3 separate regions of the Mus musculus genome follow, and regions 1 and 2 are each linked to region 3. A link is a contact called in public HiCAR-type and HiChIP or PLAC-seq data. All regions are on one chromosome and are shown on one strand. Each heading gives the region's core, a stretch centred on a gene start, on an enhancer-like site or on the middle of the called end of the contact. The rest is flanking DNA. Distances are from core to core; before and after follow the strand shown. Region 1 holds the start of Sel1l (sel-1 suppressor of lin-12-like (C. elegans)). Region 2 overlaps Ston2 (stonin 2). Region 3 holds the start of Tshr (thyroid stimulating hormone receptor).

What was found. HiChIP or PLAC-seq counts read pairs in DNA pulled down with a chosen protein or histone mark. HiCAR-type assays count read pairs that join an accessible place to other places.
Region 1: a contact with region 3 is called in a CTCF HiChIP or PLAC-seq map of embryonic stem cells, with 10 times the contacts expected there. The contact joins the promoter of Sel1l here to the promoter of Tshr in region 3. A contact is called at or near these places in 3 of 39 promoter capture datasets (the 3T3-L1 cell line, hematopoietic stem and progenitor cells and liver), 1 of 15 datasets of contacts at CTCF or cohesin (embryonic stem cells), 1 of 484 Hi-C or Micro-C datasets (embryonic stem cells), 3 of 115 datasets of contacts at active chromatin or transcription factors (astrocytes, bone marrow-derived macrophages and embryonic stem cells) and 2 of 9 other capture datasets (adipose tissue and liver).
Region 2: a HiCAR-type map of astrocytes shows a contact between it and region 3, with 2.3 times the contacts expected there. The contact joins the enhancer-like site here to the promoter of Tshr in region 3. A contact is called at or near these places in 3 of 39 promoter capture datasets (cranial neural crest, pre-B cells and stem cell-derived epiblast-like cells), 1 of 484 Hi-C or Micro-C datasets (stem cell-derived neural progenitor cells) and 2 of 115 datasets of contacts at active chromatin or transcription factors (astrocytes and embryonic basal ganglia).

Annotation. Positions count from the first base shown.
Region 1 is chr12:91,847,830-91,850,529 of GRCm38.p6, forward strand. It overlaps Sel1l (sel-1 suppressor of lin-12-like (C. elegans)), which reads right to left and starts at 1,328. Exons shown (of 21, transcript NM_001039089.1): 1 at 1,130-1,328. The coding sequence starts at 1,202.
Region 2 is chr12:91,731,822-91,734,521 of GRCm38.p6, forward strand. All of the region lies in intron 3 of Ston2 (stonin 2), which reads right to left. Among named protein-coding and RNA genes, the nearest start is that of Gm34718, 24 kb to the right of the region's middle. Within about 2 kb of position 1,385, at least 109 of the 459 cell types and tissues checked have an H3K27ac peak or open chromatin away from gene starts, as enhancers often do. A contact at or near this core is called in astrocytes, where this site is marked.
Region 3 is chr12:91,399,674-91,402,373 of GRCm38.p6, forward strand. It overlaps Tshr (thyroid stimulating hormone receptor), which reads left to right and starts at 1,320. Exons shown (of 10, transcript NM_011648.5): 1 at 1,320-1,581. The coding sequence starts at 1,412.

The DNA.
Region 1 (2,700 bases), core at 78-2,577, 450 kb after region 3:
AAGCAGGATCAACCTCAAGCATAATGCTGGCAGTAAAGTGGTTACCATATGCTTGCCACATTTGAAAGGGTGTCTCCAAACACACCGGAGACAGCATTTTGGTCTAACTCGATTTTAGAAGTAGGATGACATTATGGCTTTCATTTACAACTAGAACGGAGGATCTGGGGATTCAAATAACCATCTGGGGAAATTCGGGTTTTTTTTTGTTTTTTTTTAAAGATGACATTTACATTTTGCAGTGTTCCAGAAAAAAGTATAAAGCCACCCAACAGCTGTCTTGTTAAGCGAAACTGATTAAAAATCTCAAAGTCTTCCAGGAGTCAATGTTTATTCACTCTAAAACATCCTAAGTACGTTTAAGAGAAACATTTCTAAGACAGTAAGTTTTCTGATATAGGCAGATCAAAACATTAAAAAAGAAAATCCTTTGCAAAGAGGTAATGTAAGTCAGCTAGTCGAAAAATCAATTTAAAAGCACACGGCTTTTTGTACCTACAGAAAAGGGCAACATTATTTTCTATTAATTTTGAAAGAACTAAGTCTGTCTCAAAACCCATAAATAAAATGACTATCTACAAACTCAAAGACCATGGACACCGTGGCAGAGGTCACATTTTTCCCAGGACGCGGGGGACAAGTGACTACAATTATATCAGAGTTTTTTCTTTTAAAAACCAGACTAACAGATCAGGTGTTGAGCAATTCCTCCACTGTCAACATCCTAGTCCGGATGAACCCTGCTCTGCACAAAAGTGACAGCTCCAGGTATGTCAACTGCAAACCCCAGCGTGTCCCAGAGCCTGTGCACACATCACCTACGTGAAGGTAGAGGAATCTCTGAGGGTCTAAGCCAGCCGTCAGGAATCCCCTCCTAATTGGGCAATTCCTAATTCGTCAGAAGTCACCTAAAGTTTGCTGCGTGGGAGAGGTGTGGGCAGGGTGACCAGCCCTTCCTTATGTCCAGTTTCCTAAGCACCCTCTTCGGCCCAGGCTAACCGATGCCCAAGGCAAGAGCGAGTGACAGTCAGGGCGAGCAGTGCCCGAGACCGCTGAGCCCCGTGGCCCTGTCTCCACCGCGGTCGGGGGGCGGTGGCTCGGGGCCTGCTGCCCGAGGCTCGATACTGACCCGAGGTCGCGGCTGCCGAGCCCAGGAGCACCGCGCAGAGCAGCAGCAACGACAGCCTGACGCGGACCTGCATCCTGCTCTCGAAGGTCGAGAGCCCTCGCCGTCGCCGTCGCCGTCGCCGCGACCAACTCAGCCGCTGCCTCTGTGCCGCCGCCTCGCAGCCGCTCTTCCTGCTCAGGTTCCTTCTTCGCCCCTTCCCAGGCCTCCCTGGCCCAGAGCGCAGCCAATCCGCGCCCGCCGCTCCGTCCTCCTTGGCCAATGGCCGTGATCGCCCCACCCCACACATAGTCACGCCCCCTATGTCATCTTTTAGCCAATCATTGTGTACAGTTGTCATACCAGCTTTCCCGGTTGGACCACGGCCTCACCGACATGGCCCCAGCTAATTGGTAGCGCCTGAATCAGCGGCTCGAAGGCGGGGGAACCCTCATCCAGGACTACAACTCCCACCATGCACCGCACTAGATTTTTCTCGGCCGATGCTCTTGGGAGATGCAGTTTAGCATAAAGTCAGGTTAGAAGCCGCAGGTGGCTGAGGGCATAAGGAGTTTCAAGAAAATGATTCACTGGACTCTTGCGTTTGAACCAGAATAATTATCAAGGAACAGATATCAAACGGTTAAGAACTTGCAAGGTTGCTAAGTATTTCTTTTTAATTATTTTGAGAACTTGAACTGGACATGATATGAACGCTGAGAAATAAGCTATACCTGAACTGAAAATTTTAAATATTTAGTTAAAAAAAATACTTAAGTCTTAAAAAAAAAAAGCTTAGGTGAAGCAATACGTGAAGTTTACAGAGCCAGCAGTACAAGACAATGCCGCTTGTCATTTCCCTAATAAAACAAAAGGGAAGAAATTCCTACCAGTGGAGATTAGTTCAGCTCCTGTGATTGTTTTCACTAAGGCTTCCATATATATTAGCCACTCAATAAATGTTCTAACAGCTCTCCCAAACCCTTCAAACACTGGTCCTCATTCTTCTCTAGTGAAATATTGCAATGCTCTCTTTTTCCTTGACCAGAAAAGGGATTAGATGGTTTGTGTGGCCACAGAGGTGAGAGCCAAGGCACTTCAGGGATTGCAATAGTTATGTAGTAAGTACCGATGCACGCACAATCCCTTTGAGTGGCAGGGCAGCATCTTGATGCTTTTCAGTCTTCTTAATCAAATTGAATCCTTCTAAGATTTATTTTCCAGCACTGCATACAGAACTCAGCAGGGGGTTAGGGGGGAAAGTCTTTCCTGTCTCAGTGTCTTGACTTCTCTGAACACTTGTTTTCTATCTTTTTTGGCAGTCATTATTTTTAGGAAGATGTTAAAAAATTAGCTGCTGTACGTTTGCATCAGAGGGCATGGGGAACAGTTTCCCCCATGCCCCCCAACACCCCCTCAGTGTGTGTGTGTGCGTGCACCATGCGCATAAAGGTGTATAGGATGGAGGTTAATGTCAGGGTTCGTTCTCAATTGATCTCTACCTTCTCCACCTTATTTTTTGAGACAAGGTCTCAACATGGGCCTTGTTGATTCATCTAGCCAAACCCTGGTTTAACTAGGATGTCCCAAGGATT
Region 2 (2,700 bases), core at 135-2,634, 330 kb after region 3:
CTCTTTTAGTCAATTTGTCAGCATTTTCAAACACAGGCAGCACGGATGTGCACTTTGCACATAGGTGAAATTGATTTTGGCTCATAAAGCATCTTTGTGAAGATTGTAGGTGATGGGTAAGCTGACTGCCACATTCTTTGCGTGGAATTTTAAGGCCAAATGAAACCTTATTAAGTCAAGTCAAAGTTTTGGTAGCTACAAAAAGTTGGGAACCCTAGGGCTAATGAGCTCAGTGCAAACGAAACAACAGCTCATTTTTGCTTTATTCTCAAAAACTTTCCCCTTAAGGAAACAATGAAAAGACTCAAGTTTAAATGGACTGTCTAGAAGTTTCTTTGCTTGTTTGTTTTACCTCTTGGCTCTGTTCATGTTGTAGCAGAATGTCTGAGCAGCAAGCTTAGGACTCAGCAAACAAGTTTTCAGTTATATTCTTTTTAAATTTTATTCTACTTGATTTTACTTCATGCATATATGTCTATAAGTATGTACGTGTCCCTAGTGCCCATGTCAGAAAAGGACATTAGACACTCTGCAACTAGAGATGCAGATAGTTGTAAGCCACTATGTGGGTGCTAGGAACTGAACCCTGGTCCTCTGGAAGAGCGGCCAGTGTTCTTAGCTGCTAAGCCATCTCTACAGCACATATAACAGCCTACAAGTCTACAGCACAGCACATATAGAAACTGGGGTGTGAACAGTGTTCCATGACAAAGAAGTCTTTAAGTTTTTGGCATCTACAAGTTCTGATATCAAACATTTATCAAGAGGGCCCAACTCCAAATAGTCTCATCAAGTCAGAGATGGACCCTTTATCTGTCCTCCAGCACATCTCAGGGGTTGTCATGGGGCGAGTCCAGGGGAATCCTCTTGTCAGTCCCTCTCTTCTACTATCCTCAGACCTCACATCCCAAGAGTTAGATGCCCTCTCTCTTTCATCTATGTATGATAATACAAGGGCTTTCCCCCATTTGTATTTGTTTAATACAGCATTGGGAACACAGCCTAGGGCCATGCACTTGTTTCTCTAGAGGAAATAATGTGTTTCCTTTCCCTGGGCCAGCCACAAGGGGGTTTTATTCCCTTCAGCGCCTGCCCTAGTTTAAACTCGAAGAGGAGCTCCTTCCATGGATGGATTTAAGCATTTCGGGAGCAGTGTCCATATCAGTCACTGTTGGCATGCCTCGGTGCACGATAAAATAAGTGACTGGGTAGTCAAGGTGAGCTAACAACTCCCTGGCTCCTCTAAATTCCCCAGGGGGGGGGGGGGTCTTTCCATTTCAATGTCTTAAAAATAAAAGATCTAGCATTAGGGACTGTCTCTTTGTCCCTAACTGCACTGTGCCCACAGCCTTGCTGCATTTTAATTGGGGCAATCAGCACAGTCCCTTTCCAGGCTGGAGTCCAAGGCCCCTTGGCTTCTCTCTTAGGTGGAGATCTTTTGTTTTTCTCTCTCCTCTGCCAAAAAGACTTCAAAGAATCCAGGGAAGGAAAGGAGTCTCCCAGACAGCATTTTCCCTTGGTGAGTCTTTGCTTTCCCAGCTCCTCTTGGCAAGCCAGAATCCTTAGATATTAAGCAGCTGGCTGGAATAGGCTTCACTTCTCTTGTAGAAATGACTGCTAGGGACGAACGACTCTGTCAGGATCACTTCTTTTGCTCATCCTCTTCCCTAATTCTCTTAGGCCCAAGACCACATAACTCAATGACCACAATGAAGTGTTGTGGCACACGTACCCATATAAACAGTTCCCCCTTAGCTCAGAGACATCTCTTACTCTAGAGTCTTGGGGATTTAGGGTCATCAAACAAGACATGGAGAATAAACTAACTACAAATTACTGATCTGACTGCAAAGTAGGCTAAAACCAAACAGCCAAAATTACTTTCCCCGGGTCCTTTTCCATGGCTGAACTTCACCACCTGCATGATGAGACAGACCTACAAATCCCATATTTCACCAGAGATCCCAATATTTTTCATGTTTAATATACATATCACACATTGTTCTTGTTCTAATTCTTATACATATTTTGCTTACATGTATATTTGTGCATCACGTGTATGTAGAGATCATCAGGGCTAGAAGAGGACATTGGAGTCTCCTGGAACTGGAGTTACAAACAGCTGTGAGCCACCCTGTAGGAGCTGGGAATTGAACTCTGGTCCTCTGGAAGAGCAGCCGAGCCCTCTCTACAGCCCCTCCGCTTCATTTAGATATTTCCTAGTCTAAAAAAAAGTTTACTTGCTGGCCAGTGAGATGGCTTAGCAGGCAAAAGCAGTCAGCACGAAAGCCTGACGGCCAGGGTTCGGTGCCCATCGTTCACAGGGGAGGAACTGAAGGGCCTCTTCTTCTGAGAGTTGTTTCTTAACCTCTGCACATTCTTTCTTGGGATGTAGAGTTCAATTATGAGATTCAGAATCTGAATAATAAGAACCAATAACTTGAGAAAAAGTATATTTTTTTTTAGGTAGATAAGTGAGAAACAGATAGTGAAAACATTTCCACGCTGTCAGGTGACCCTAAAAAGCATAAGATAGCCCTTGATTTTTCGGTACACCGATGACCTGTGAACTCTCTCAGTAGTCACCACTGGTTCCAAGCAAACATAGTAAGAACTTTGGCAAAGCCCCAGCAGTAACTGATAACTGACAAGGGAGAGCACTTGGAATTTTAGTTTAATACTTCACAAGCCATAACAGTT
Region 3 (2,700 bases), core at 70-2,569:
CTGAGCTTTATCCCCAGCCCTGGCTTTACTTCCACCGAAAATACCACATAATGTCATGTATAGGAATGATCACACATAAGTACATAATGCTGTGAATTTAGTTCCTTGTGCTTGCCAGTCGTGTTCTAGATTTGTACATGTCATGTAAACTAGAGCTCGATTCATTTTCTATGAAATATTGTTTGTGCATTCACAGTTTTCTTGAAGGACACGTGGGGTTGTTTACACTTTGGGGTGACAATAAAGTTTCTATAAACATGGGGATGTGTATATCTTAAAGGTACAGTTCAATAAATCTTAATATTTACCTGCCCTTAACCTCCATCCTGTATTTTTAGAGCCTTCTCTCTTCATGTTTCTTCTGATTTCCACCACCACACCTTTCCCTCCTGCTCTGGAGTTACCTGTAAAAGAAGCCGTGTGGCATGTGAGGAGTTAGTATTCCTTTTGCTCCTAGAGGAACGAGCAAGCAGTTATACTTCCAAGAAGAAAATTGACACAATCTAGTTTACATTTGTAGCTAATATTCTTGGTGGGTGTGAGAAGAGCAAGGTGGCACTTAAGTGTTCTCTTCATTCTGGATTTCTGGAGAGGGTGGATGAGAATGAAAAGTGTCTAGGATTCTAAGCAGATTCGTAAAACCAGACTGTTACCGTGCAGGCAAGGGAACCTGTGTGCGCAGTTCCCAGTTATCTACAGCAGATGGCCCCAGAGCCCAGCGCCTGACTTCACGGAGCTGCTGGGTTTGGTGAGAGCAGCATCTCCAGACGTTTAGTGGCGCCTCCAAGCTGGACCGTGGCTGTTCCAGCTAGACAGCATGGAGGATTGTCTCGCCCGGAGTGACTCGTCCCCCTTCAGCTGCACTCTAAGCTGTCACGGGTTGTGCTGACTGCTCCGGAGACTTTTAACCTGGAGAAGCCGAAGTTCCACGGGACACTAGAGAGTCCCACAACAGTCCCCTCCGTGGAGACATTAGACGGAGCCCATTTGGGTGGGTCCCCGGTCGGCACAGCTCTTAAAGGCTGCTCAGTCGGGAAATGTAGCTTCAGGAGTTCGGAGACCAGGAGAGACGAAAGCGTGTCTAGACTTAAGAAAGAACTAATAGGTGACAGGGAGGGAACGACACAGGGACCGAGGTTGGGTGTCTCGGAACAGAAGGCGCTGCGAGGCTGATGAAGTGCCGCAAGCAGGCTTGTTTGGATGGAGAGTTGCCTAGGCAAGCGGAGCACTTGAGAGCCTCTCCTTCCCCCTCTCCAGCGTGCTCTCCAGCGATGAGGTCACAGCCCCTCGGAGCCCTCCTCCTCCCTCCCTTCCCCTCCTGCACCCGGGTCTCTTCCAGCGTCAGACGCAGGGCACTGAGAATGTGGCGACAGCGCGCAACGATGAAGTAGCCCAGAGGGTCCCTTGGAAAATGAGGCCAGGGTCCCTGCTGCTGCTTGTTCTGCTGCTCGCCCTGTCCAGGAGCCTGCGGGGCAAAGAGTGTGCGTCTCCACCCTGTGAGTGTCACCAGGAGGACGACTTCAGAGTCACCTGCAAGGAGCTCCACCGAATCCCCAGCCTGCCGCCCAGCACCCAGACTCTGTGAGTAGCCAAGGCCAAGACCCCCCCCCCCCGAGAAATTCGTGGTGTGTGTTGGGGTGTGCGCGGATATCTGGTCAGTCCCTGTACAAATTCAATCCCCCATGCTCGGGAAGGTCAGCTATGCTGCTGACACGGGGGACAGAATCCCTAATAAAACTTTGGTTCAAGATACCTGGGAGTTGTGCTTAATAAAAAGTTACAAGTAGTCTGTCTACATTGTGCCAACTCCTAGTGCCCGCTGGATTCTAGTTTCACATCAAGTAATAGTTAGACACACACACAACCTTAAGAATTAACTTTTAAAACTTATCTTAGAAAATACAATTGCTTCTCTTCCCAAATTCCCCTGTAAGTATCCCTAGATGAGAAATTACCTTGGCCATTTGACTTATCAAATAATTGTTAAAAGCTTGATCAGAGACGGCATAGTGGCTCTCGACTTTAATCCCAGCAGTCAAGAGACTTTCTGTGAATTTCTGTGAGTTCCAGTCCAGCTTGGTCAGCATAGTGAGTTCCAAGGTAGCCAGGGCTATGTAGACAGACTCTGTCTATAAGAAGGAAACAAAACAAAACAAAACAAAACATAATCGGGAGCCTATTAGAAATGAATCCTTGGACTTGTCAGAACCAAGAAGGGTTTCAAAAAAGGGGGAGGGTTCCCCTCCCATTCCATCTGATCTCTCCTTTATTCTGAACTAGTCTCCTGAATGTGTGTGTCCCAAAGGGGTTTAACTAGATTGCTTACAGGAGCATACATGAGGGGGTTATAGGAGCCTGAGCAGTTACCAGTGGTGAAACCACATAAAGAAAATGTCTCTCCCTCCCAAGGAACCAAGGAAACATCAACATCTGTTAAATCTTCAGGTAGGGGTGGGGGCCTTCTGAGCCCTTACCCACTTTATGGCAGTATGCTAAAGGGTTTAAACGTACTCAGGTCATGGGCAGGCAATCACAGCTTCTATTGGCTCACAGCCATGTCATGTCAAGACAGTGTTCTGCCATCTCCACCCCATCCTCATTTAGAGTTTTTGAAGAGACCTCTGGTTTATAACGCAAATCCTTGAGTTAGCCTCACTTTGCAGCATCCATCAGGATGCTAAACATCCTGGGCTGGCTGTT